Regions from separate parts of the Columba livia genome. Here region 2 is linked to region 1. A link is a contact called in public Hi-C data. All regions are on one chromosome and are shown on one strand. Each heading gives the region's core, a stretch centred on a gene start, on an enhancer-like site or on the middle of the called end of the contact. The rest is flanking DNA. Distances are from core to core; before and after follow the strand shown.

Region 1 (5,685 bases), core at 1,865-4,364:
TGCCTCCTTCACTGGCAGCCAAAATGCTGATCCAAAGGACACATGCCAGTAAAATCAGTGGGATCTGGGGTTTTTTAAATATACCTGCATCAGAGGAAATGTTCTCCAGATGTGCAGTCACTCAAATGTTGTGACTGCAGCTATGACAGCAAAAAGGTCTGTCAGATGGTACTCAGGAGTGACTGACTTCTGTTAACACAGGCACAGAGTACAAATGACAAATTAACCTGCTTTTCATCTCAGAATGTAAATAAAAGAAAAACCACCACTGAACCATCCTTCCTGAATGGTCTTATTTGGTTAAAACACCAACCACGTACAGATGTTCTGAAATGACAAAAATTTCACTACGACAGCTACTGCATCAAAGAGTGAATTAGTGCCTTACCTGCACCCAGGGTTTTTCATTTAAAGTTGTTAAAAGTCTCAGCTAAAATGACTGTAATGGAAAGTGATTAGAGGGAGGGGGAATAGCTATATTTTTGCTTGTTTGCTTTACACCTTGTGATCACTTTCATTATCATCCCTTACAGTAAACCTTCCACTATTATTTCTTCCATAGCAACAAGACTGTGTGGGTTTTTTAATACAAAAATTATTCTAAACTAATAGAAACCCACAGGGAGGCTGAGACAGGTACAGCGAAATATCCAAAGCTTACTCTAGTTCTTGTAATGCCTTAGTTTCAAAATAAGCAGCCCCAGTGTTTTAATTCATTCAATACTGTTATTGTTGTTACTCAAACGGAAGCAGCACCTACAAATCCCAAGATAGAATGTAGTTTCATTGCATTTTTCACATCAAACACAATGATTTTTACACTAGTAACTTTAAAAAAGGAGAAAGGTGGTTGACTAAATGGGACTCAGAGGTTTATTGTTTCTACTCTTTAATCTAGTTTGTGTATCCCTTAAATTACACTTTTGTCTACAATACAGACAGTTCAGGGGAGACTTGGGCGCATGGTTAAGTTTGCTAACCTGAATGACTTCACCTGAACACAAAAGGACCATTCACACCAGTGACACTGTGCTTGCACAACTGGATCACGTGGGATCCACACGTGACAGCGGAAGGGTTGCCTGAACAGAGCACTTTCCACAGCTCACGGAAGAGCCACAATTTTTCATTCCTGTCTTTTGATTTGCATGTAATGCAAAGGATTTGTACTTTAGTTCCTCTGCTTTCTGTGCCGAAATGTCAAAACGGGAAAGAAGGGAAAGCAGCCATCGCTAAGCAAGAAAGCCATGTAAGGGATGTAAGCACTGCGACCAGAGAAACTTTATTCCGGTGTCTGTGGGGTCAGGACAGCGGACTCCGCACTTTCTGCTTGGATAAAGTCAGCCCTGTCAGCAGCACCAGCTCCAACAATTCTCCTCCTTCTATGGGTGACCCCAGATAGGACCAAACTCCGACAAGCCAGGTCATAGCAAAAGAAGAAAAAACTTGTACAACTATTCACTAAGTGAAGGCAAAATATCAGACAAATTAGCCAGCAAACATTTTTGTTTCTCTGTATAGTCTAACTACAAGTATACAAATTATTATTTATTTATAATACCACAGCAACTAGGAATCCTACTCCTAAACCAAAACCAGTACATGTAAAGAGTGAAAAAGGTCACAACTATACAGCTACATAATCTCACAAGCTAGAAAATACACCCAGTTGCTAAACCCTTAATCCTAAACATACATATATATCCAATTTAATCACTGAAAGCATTCCAATACCAGTGGGACAATTTGCAAGTGGTAAAGTCTATTGACTGTAAAATAAATCCAGGTGTTCGGATTTCCATTTCCAAGCTAAACCTATACACAAAGTCAGTCCTATAAAACACGTGTGAGTTAAGTCAGATGCGTTTGAAGGTCCAAGGCCACTGCTCCAAAGGAAGTCAGGCCCTAATACAGCCAAATATTTAAGGATTAAAATAATGGCTTTGAAGTTAACGTGATTGAAATAGTTTCTAGTTATGTCCTAGGAGGCAGATGTGTGAGGCAAGACCTTGCTGAATCAACACTTGTTTCTCATGACACATCTGATAGGAAACTGCTTTCACGTGGTCTCACATACCTCACAGGGGTAAAAAAATGAGAGGTTTTAAAAACTTAAAGCAACTGAAAGCAGTGCCTCTGCACCCACCTGTTTCCCTAGGTGGGAAAACAGAATAAACATATTTTTCCCATCCCTGGCCTGACTTCGAACCAGAGGAGCTCCCTGCGGCCTGGTGGACACGGGGCTCGGGGCGCAGGGAGACGAGGGTCGGCTGAAGGCCCTGGTGACACCACATCCCACAAATGTCACTTTACACCTCAGGCATCATTTTTAAATCCTTCTGACCTGCCTCAAAACATTGGCAAAGAAAAGACGTTTCTGGAAGGTGGGTCTCCAGCAGTGTCAGTGTGGAAGGGAAACGACCCCAAGTTACCACAGAATCACAGAATGTCGTGGGTTGGCAGAGACCCTCCAGGTTCACGGACTCCAACAGCCGGTGTCACGGCACAACTGCGATCGCTCCCGGCTGCCAAACGCCACGTAACTCGCGGAACCGCGCAGATCCCGAGTGTCCCAGGGGCAAATCCACACACCAGCCGCCCACATCGGCCTCTCCTCAGCTCCGCCACCGCCCCCCAGCCTCCCCTCCGCGCCCGCCGCTGCCCCGCGGCGCCCGCCCCGGGCTCCCCGAGCGGCGGCGGCCGCCGCGCTGCTTCCCTGCCCCGGGCGGCTGCGCGGGCCCTGCCCCGCCAAGGGGAGGCCGCGGCGAGCGGCTCCGCAGCTGCAGCGCCCGGGGGTGCTGGAGGAGTTGAGGCGGGCAGCGGGGTCGCTTTCCCGTGCCCTCCCCGGTACCTGGTGGTGACCAGCACGGCGGGCGCCGGGCTGTGCTGCATGGCGCGGGGCGGCGGCGTCGCTCCCGATCGTTGCCGGGCCGAGAGGAGAGGCCGCGTCCGGCTGTCACGGGGTCCCGCCTCCTTTCCCTCGGGCTGGCAGCGGCCGCCCTGCCGGATGTTTTGCTGGAGGGCGGCTTCGGTGCAAAACGGTCGCTGGGAAGGGAGGGGGGAAAAGGAAAACGTCCGGGCGGGCGGGCAAAAAGGCATAATTAGACCGTAGTCGGCAGGATTCGAACCTGCGCGGGGAGACCCCAATGGATTTCTAGTCCATCGCCTTAACCACTCGGCCACGACTACACCGATAGATGTGTGTTTTGGCACGGAAGCTCCACTAATTCACCTCCGCCTTTGTTCTTTTTTTCTTTATGGGACCAAAAAAAAGTTCCGTAAGTCTCAGTGGCATCAGTGTGCCCTTCTCCTAAGGGCAGACAGCTCGCACGCATCTTTCTGCCTTAAAATAACGGGCAGGATGCTGCTGAAGAGCGTTAAGTTTAATAAAAACCTGCCCGCTGGCTGGGTGCCTCTTCCACGGCAGCTCTGCCCGCCGCAGGGCGCTGCAAACCCCCCGCTGCCCCGGCCACGGGGCTGCTCAGAGCTGCTGTTTGCTGCAGCCTTGATTTTGGAAGGAAAGCAGCAAGCAGCTGCTCCCTCTGCTGCCCTACACCCGCACCCACAGCTTCCTTTGCACGCTTCTGGCTGCACCGGGATGTGCACCTGGGTGCTCGGTGCTTCCCTGAACGGGTGTGAGGAGCTTTTCAGAGAATCACAGAACGTTAGGGATCGTAAGGGACCTCGAAAGATCATCCAGTCCAATCCCCCTGCCGGAGCAGGAACACCTAGATGAGGTTACACAGGTATGGTTGGTGTATGTGGTGGTGTGAACAGTCGCTGCTCTGTCTCCCAGAACAAGATGAACAGAGGGTCCAGCAGATGTTTGCAAGGTGAAAGAGACAGGGCAGATCCCAGTTCTCTGCTGGTCAGCAGTTCAGTTAAGACTTTGTCTCAAAGGCACCATTTGGAGTAACCTAATAGTTGCTTCAGGTGTACCTGGGCTAAACCACATCAAGAGTTGAGGCCATAGTTTGCCCCCTATTGGCACCCTACTCCCTCCCCAGACTTACAACAACCGGAACTATGACACCAGGGAAAGACTGGCATTAACTCCTGCAGGAGTAGGACAAACAAATTGGAGGGGTTTATATACAGACACCAGCACTAACCAACAGTCCCACGTGTGCCTCTGCAGAATGATATTTTTTTTTAGAGAAGCACCCAGGAAAAGACACTTGGCATCGGGCACAACTTGCTGCTGTCTGCTGCTCACACCTCAATACCACAGCAAAAATCTAAGGACATGCTGGGAAACAGAAACAGAACCAGAGGCTGCAGCTACATCAGTGCAGGTGCCCTAAGAACAGGCTCTGCACCCCGAGTGGGTACCCAGCGGTGCCCCCAGAGAGGAGCAACCCCCAAAGGAGAAGCTGGTGAGCGGACTAGGGCTCTTCATCCTAAAAAGAAAAGCTGCAGGAGCTGGGGATGCGATGGAAGTCTGTAGAAATAAAGAGAGGTCCAAAGGTGGCAGATACAAAACGATCTTTTGCTGGTTTTCGTTAAAAAAGGAGTCTGATGAAATTCATGAGTCAAAACAAACAAAAAAGGGAGACTTCATAAGTGGAATTCCTTCCTAAATCCTGGTTGTTTTCTCTCCCTGGTTATTGCCACTGGAAACCTTTTGTTAAGCAGAGGGTAAATATGACCACACAGCTGCAGCCTTCAGCAATTGCCAGAAGTGCTGCAAACCACTGGAAAATGCTTTTGAAATATGCATTGTTCTCAAGTGGCCTCTGAAGGGTTAAAAAGTGCTGAGCTGGAGTTCCTGAAAGCATAAGTATAACCTAAATAGTTATTTGTCTAAATGAATTACTTCTTTAATGGCATTTTTGCCCCCGGTTGGCTTCCTGGATAATTCAATTTATTCAGATAGTGACAAGGAGTAAGCAACTGGCAGTTTGCCACCTGAGACAGCAAAAATAGAGCAGGACCTGAGCTGCCAGCCCTGGCGAAGGCAATGCCTGTGAAGGTGCTTCGAAAACTGGAGCTTTTCTCCACAAACAGGTGTCTACTCAGCCCTAGTGTGCTGCTGGGCTTTGTCTATGGCCTGGAGAGGCTGTGTGCACTCTGTTGGTGTGCATGTGAAGATGTCCAAGCGCGGCTAATTCATCTGATTTCTTAGTAGGTCTCATTGTATGTGGCATTTTTATAACTCCGCAGCCTGTATTATCGAAAGTATCATGTAGTTGGAAAATAAACCAAATGTCTTGGTGTTGCTAGCCTCTGAAGTTGTGGAAAGAGTCAAGTGACTTACCCATAAGGAGTAGGATCTTTCATCAGGGGTTGACTACTCAGAGTGCATTTCTGAGTGAATATTGGCATAAAAGTTGGACAAAACTGAAATCCAGCAGAAGAAATCTGGGATATGCTGATAGAGCTGTCTGCTGGAGCTAAGCAACAATCTTGCCTTTTTCTGAAGCAATATCCCACAATATTTGGGGTTTGGTTCCCATGTTGCCTTGCATGCTACGTAGACCATATCTTCCATAGGACCCTTTTTTTGTGGGTTTTTTTTCTTTTTTTTTTTCTTATCCCTTTTTTATTTTTATTTGTTGTTGTTGTTGTTGTTGTTGTTTTTGGTTTGGTTTGGTTTGTTTTTTTTCTTCTGGCAGAAAAGAGCACATCGATGAGCACTGGCCAGACTGTGGCCATCAGGCACAGTGGCACTGGGACTCAGGGCAG
Region 2 (5,685 bases), core at 1,312-3,811, 48 kb before region 1:
CAGTCAAAACCCAACCAGCAATCCATGCACACCATCAGCCGTGTAATGATAAGCTACAGAAGTGAAGCCCCTGACAAAATGCAAACCTGAAATATGCTTACAAAACACACGGCTTCCAAAGGCTCCACCCCAACTGTGGCACACAAAATCAAGAAAGCTAAAGCGTAAGAAGTGCAAGCAAAAACTTTTACATGGGGGACCAGGAGCCAAAGATTAAGATGTAATATGTGGGTATCTCCTTGCCAAACCCCAGCTCTAGTGTGACACACTCTATGACCATAGCATCTTAGGCAGTGAAATGATTTAACTGTTTGTTTACAAGCACTGATACAAGAACTGCTTTTATCAAGCTTCAGTATCAACTGAATCAGCCCATTAGGCTGTAATGGTGCCAGCTGTCCAACTCCCTCTGCCCCAGCCAAAGCGCAGTCTGAGAGGGAACCTACAAATGAACTAGGAGACAAAATTAAGGTGCAGGAGCTATTCCAAAGGGACTGCAATTTTCTTGAGTGCTAAAATTCCCTTCAAAACTTGTAAGGATAAGAAAGTCTGATCAAATGATTCTTAAAAAAACAAAAAGGCACACGTAAAGGCCATCCTCTCCCTCTGTCTCTGCTAGAGCACTCCATCCAGAGGTGGGACAATCCTTCCATGGTGCGAACTGTGGGGTTGTCCTGTGCAGGGACAGGAGTTGGACTTGATGATCCTTGTGGGTCCCTTCCAACTCAAGATATTCTGTGATTCTATGACATTCTATAATTCAATCCAGGAGGATGGGCTGGATGCTCTCTGTTGGCCACAGCACCCAGAACCATCTCGTGGCAAATGGCAAGGAGTAAATGGAGACGTGACTAAGGGAAGAGACAAGAGCTGTTTATCTTTGGGAGGATTCTATGAAGCTCCTAATTTGAGTCCCTGGAGACTGGAAGGGGTTTGTTGGAGTGGCTCTCCAGCAGTTCCACTCACTGGAACAGGACAACACACAGGGTGTCTAAGGAAGGTGCCTTCTTAGTTTCTTCTTCTACAAGCCCCATAGGTAGGCAGTCCCCGGAGCATGACTGAGTCTCACCTCATTTCATGTCAGGTATTTTCTGGTCCTTCCACTCATTTGTCTTTTGTAATTCGTATTTTCCTCACTGCCAGACAATGATGCTGTCTTGGAGGCATTATCCAGACCTCTGCGAGGCCACTATTGACTACATGAGACTGTGATTTTTCCCTTTCTCTCTTTTTTTACCAGTAGCCTTAAGAGAGATATTGTAAATACTTCAACCACACTGGCAGAACAGCTGGTGGGCCCTTCTACAGACAGTTAAATTAGAGTAGGCAGTTAAAGCAAAACTGAGCTCTTTCATAATTTGGGAAGCAATTGATTAGAGTAACTGGCCAGAAACATGGGGAACATGATCAACAGAAGAATCAGATACTTTATTACTCCAAACCTAGTGCACTTCGTTTGAATGTTAAAACCACAGGGACTTGAAGAGCTCCAGCACCCTCAGCTAAGGATCCCACTGTTATTAAGAAAAACTGCATGATTTCAAGGGTTTATTTTTTTATGCTCACCCTTATTAAAAGCTGTGAGGAACTTCTGACTGCACCAGCCAGGCTGAAACAAACTATGCTTACCATGAACTGGCCATACAGTGAACAAGGACTACCCCGGAATTTCTGCCGAACAGATGATCAGAACCCTGCAAAACCATCCTTGAAGTCAGAACTTTTTGTGACTCCCAAAGAGAAACTAAAAAGGATCAGTTTAAACCAAGGTTAATCTTGTAAAATCAACTGACTGAACACTAATATCTAATCCCAGGAAACACCTAAACAGACCAACTGGTGGACAGAGAAGGGTCACTGTTCCAGAGCTCTGCACCTCCAACTCTACCTCGTGGATTTTGTGTTCCTGCAGGCAGCTCCTCAAATTTCATGCCCCAAGTAATTCTGGAAATTATATTCTCTTCCACTTAGATAATAAAATTTCCAATATCTCTTAGTTTCCATGATTCCCTGTGGGTGTCATATCCCACTTAACTTACAGAACACCTTGTCAAGTGTATTCCTTTCTCCTGAATTCTTCATCTACATAGAAGAAAAGAATTTAATTTAAGCCCAGGCATTTTTATTTGCTGCAAACTCTGATATCCAAGAGATATCACACCTGTGATCACATTGCCAAGACATGTTCTTGTTCTCTTTGCTGCGTAATAAACAAAACACGTTAGGGCTGGTATTTCTGAAGCCTAACTTTCTTTAGCTGATCTGCTGCCTCCTTTCTTGGCATAAACAAATACTGAATGAATCAGTGTCCATATCATAAAGTTTTGGTCATAAATAACAGAAACAATAATAACCAGATGAACGATACACACAGATCGTATGGAGGAAACATGATTTTGAACTAGGTCTGCTCCCCAGAAGGGGCAGCAGAAAACACAGCTCATTAACCTGATGGGATCGTAGAGCTTCCCAATTCTCTACCCCTGTGTGGCTCTACACTAATTTCTGTACTAACCACAGCAACAAAACCACCCAGCACAGTCATAAACACCCCCAAAAATGCAGTCCACTAGGTTGTAGGGGGTTTTTTGGGGTGGAGTGGGTTTTTTTGATAGTGTGCTTTTAGGCCAAACATTTTACAGATTATTTTTTAAAGTCTGGAAGTTGATCATGTAAACCTCCTTTTTTTTTTTTTGTCCTGGATTTTTGAAAGACCTTGGTTAGACAGAAGTCCTTTACAGAGAACAGAGCAGATAGCATTTGTTCTTTGTCTTAAAACTCGCTTTTCAGTGCTGCAGTGCTAGGCAAACTGTTTGATCCACTGCCGTTTGATCATGTGAGACACAACTGTCTTTGGAAAACTAAAGAGGTAAAATGCAAAATGCCTCAGGCAGAGATAGAAACAAGGACTTCTGTTTCTTAAGAAGCAAATGAATCATTACAATGTGTAACTACCACCATGTTTAACTCCAGACCTGGAGGAGGAAGAAAAAAAAATCAAGCAACTATTCTGAAATAACAAGGAGATTAAAGGAAGAACTTTCCCACCCCCACCCTCCATCTTTTTATAGACAATCAGGCATGGAGTCCATGTAATTAATCATTCTCTAATTAGTCTCTTTCTTTCTCTGTAAAGGAAAAGCAGTGCCACATTGTTTAAAATTCCTGCCATACTGTTGTGCTGATTCAAAAACTCTATTGGTGGAAAATCTCATTGTTTCCAGACACAGAAAGTAATCAAAACCCTTTCTGAAGAAAGGATGTCACAAAGCCCTGTGATATAACTGCTATCATGTGGACTTTGAGAGAGTGAGCGAATTCTGACTTGGAGACAGACACAGCTGCCATCACAATATCAGCATTTTAGATGCTGCTTCTCTGAACTCTGCCCTGTCTATCTGGACAAGATCTTTGGGACAGGAATTACTATGGGCACGGCATCTAGCGTGGTGGAGACAGTGACCTCTGCTTGCTGGGAATGCTCTAAGGAGGAGAATCAGTAATGAAAGGAAGAGACAAAAGACTCCCATAATTTGCTGAACTATCCAAAAGGATCATGCTTGAAGCCAGGTTATGCAACTCACAGCAGTTCTTGCAGAACAGACTTTTATCCTTCCCTATCTTATTATCAGTGTCTTTATTTTGTCTGGTGTTGATTCCAAGTACGAGAGACACCTTAGTGAAGCCTTGGGGAGAGGTGTAATGTCACATATATGACTTGGGAAAATACCTGTGTCCAAAACCAGGCAGGAGGCTTTGAAGCATCTGTTGACCATCACTTCTGCTATGGTCATTACAGACAGCGTGATGCCTAAAAGGGCCTTAGAAATTACACAGGCTGGAGTTAACCACAGGAGGGTGAAGCGCAGGGCGCTGTGTGGGAGGTATCTCCCCTCCTGTTCCTGCTTTCCCCTGCCATCCATCACAGGTAAATTCATATTGGTACTTTACCAAGTGCTGGGGAATACGTCTGGACACTGGAACATCAGAGTCTGTACTGCTGAAATGCTAGAAGAACCATTGCCACAGCTTTGGTCTGGGACAGATTAGCCCTCCTCAAAAAGCTCCCAGGCACAACACGGAGCTGGTGCAGGACAAGGACCATTCCCAGCTGTGCGCAGTCACCATGTTCTGCAGCTGGAGAAGGTCTAACAGCATGGACACAGCCCAGCGGGGCTGTCTGGCTGAGCGACAGAGAACAGGCTCATGAGTAGAGGCAAGTCCTACATGCACATGTCCACGAGAAGCTCTCTGAGGGGAACAGTCTACTGGTTAGATCATTCACCCAGGAAATGAGACAATTCAATTTTTACAATTTGAACAAGACAGCTGGTTCCATTTTTCACCAGTCTGAACAATTTCAAGCCTCTGTCTCTTGCTTCTCTAGAAAGTGTAATTTGGAGGGAGTCCAGTGGTAGGCCACAAAGATGATGAGGGGTCTGGAGCATCTTTCTTATGAGGAGAGCTCTTATGAGAGAGCTGGGTCTGCTCAGCCTAGAGAAAAGAAGCTGAGAGAGGATCTCATCAGTGCTTATAGAAATCTCAAGGGTGAGTGTCAAGAGGATGGACCAGACTCTTTTCAGTGGTGACCAACGATAGGATGAGGGGCAACAGGCACAGACTGAAGCACAGGAGGTTCCATTGAGTACGAGAAGAAACTTCTTTCCTTTGAGGTGCCAGAGCCCTGGAACAGGCTGCCCAGAGAGGTTGTGGAGTCTCCTTCTCTGGAGACATACAAACCCACCTGGACACATTCCTGTGTGATCTGCTCTGGTGACCCTGCTTTAGCAGGTGGGTTGGATTAGGTCATCTCCAGAGGTCCCTTCCAACCCCAACCACTCTCTGATTCCATTCTGTTCCTCAGTCACCAGGCAAAGGCACAGGTGGGGCAGGGAGGAGCAGGCAGCTGTTACCCCCCAGCTGAAGATGGCTGTCAACAATGCAGGTAACCTGGGGCATGACAGTTGAAATGTGGTGACTCTCAAGCCTAGCAAACACATCTCTTGCTCCACTAGGAGAGACGAGGACTCTGGGTCACTGCATTATTCTGTACAACACGTAGGTTTTCCTAGGGGTGGGGCAAAAATTAATGTTTCCTGTCTGGCAAAATCCTTTCTATTCTGTTGGCCAAGTTTACTTTGTAGCTCTTCCATTGTTTGTAAGTAGCGTCCCTACACATCACAGGACAAATGCAATGAACGAAATAAATTCTTGGAAACCGTCATAGAAAGTGCTCTGGCCAGCAAAGAAAACCCATCAAAAACTGTTAGGAAAAGAAGAATGCATTTGTTTACAGAAAGCCACTGCAGCCAAATCAAGGCTCCTTCCCCAAAGTCAGGTCACAGCAAGCAAGAGAAACTGCCCTGGAGTGGTCAGGAAATGTCTGATTCTATTGTTGCAACCTCCCCTGCCACCTGTCCAACACCCAAACTACCCTCTGCCCAGAAGATCTAAAGTTAAACCCCGTGCAGATTCTCAAAGCTCTTCTCCCACCTATTGGTGCAGCTCTCACATCCTCAGGACAGCAAATAAAGCATTTGTCATCATTTAGTGTTGGAGATGGTGTCCCATATGACTCCTGGCTAGTCTGAAGATGTAAGTGTTGCTCTCTGAATTCAGCATCCGTTAATGGTCTCTTAAATGAAGAACATACAAACTTTTTCTGCTTCAAGAGTGGAAACACGT

Evidence for each region. A called contact is a pair of places that touch in the nucleus more often than the background predicts.
Region 2: a Hi-C map of crop shows a contact between it and region 1, with 1.7 times the contacts expected there. The contact joins the enhancer-like site here to the promoter of HS1BP3 in region 1. A contact is called at or near these places in 2 of 2 Hi-C or Micro-C datasets (crop and liver).

What each region holds. Positions count from the first base shown.
Region 1 is chr3:10,663,196-10,668,880 of bColLiv1.pat.W.v2, reverse strand. HS1BP3 (HCLS1 binding protein 3) reads right to left here and starts at 3,114. Exons shown (of 7, transcript XM_065055788.1): 1 at 2,852-3,114. The coding sequence starts at 3,099. It overlaps TRNAS-AGA (transfer RNA serine (anticodon AGA)), which reads right to left and starts at 3,189; the gene lies at 3,108-3,189.
Region 2 is chr3:10,710,812-10,716,496 of bColLiv1.pat.W.v2, reverse strand. All of the region lies in intron 6 of HS1BP3 (HCLS1 binding protein 3), which reads right to left. Among named protein-coding and RNA genes, the nearest start is that of HS1BP3, 48 kb to the right of the region's middle. Within about 2 kb of position 2,561, at least 1 of the 3 cell types and tissues checked has an H3K27ac peak away from gene starts, as active enhancers do.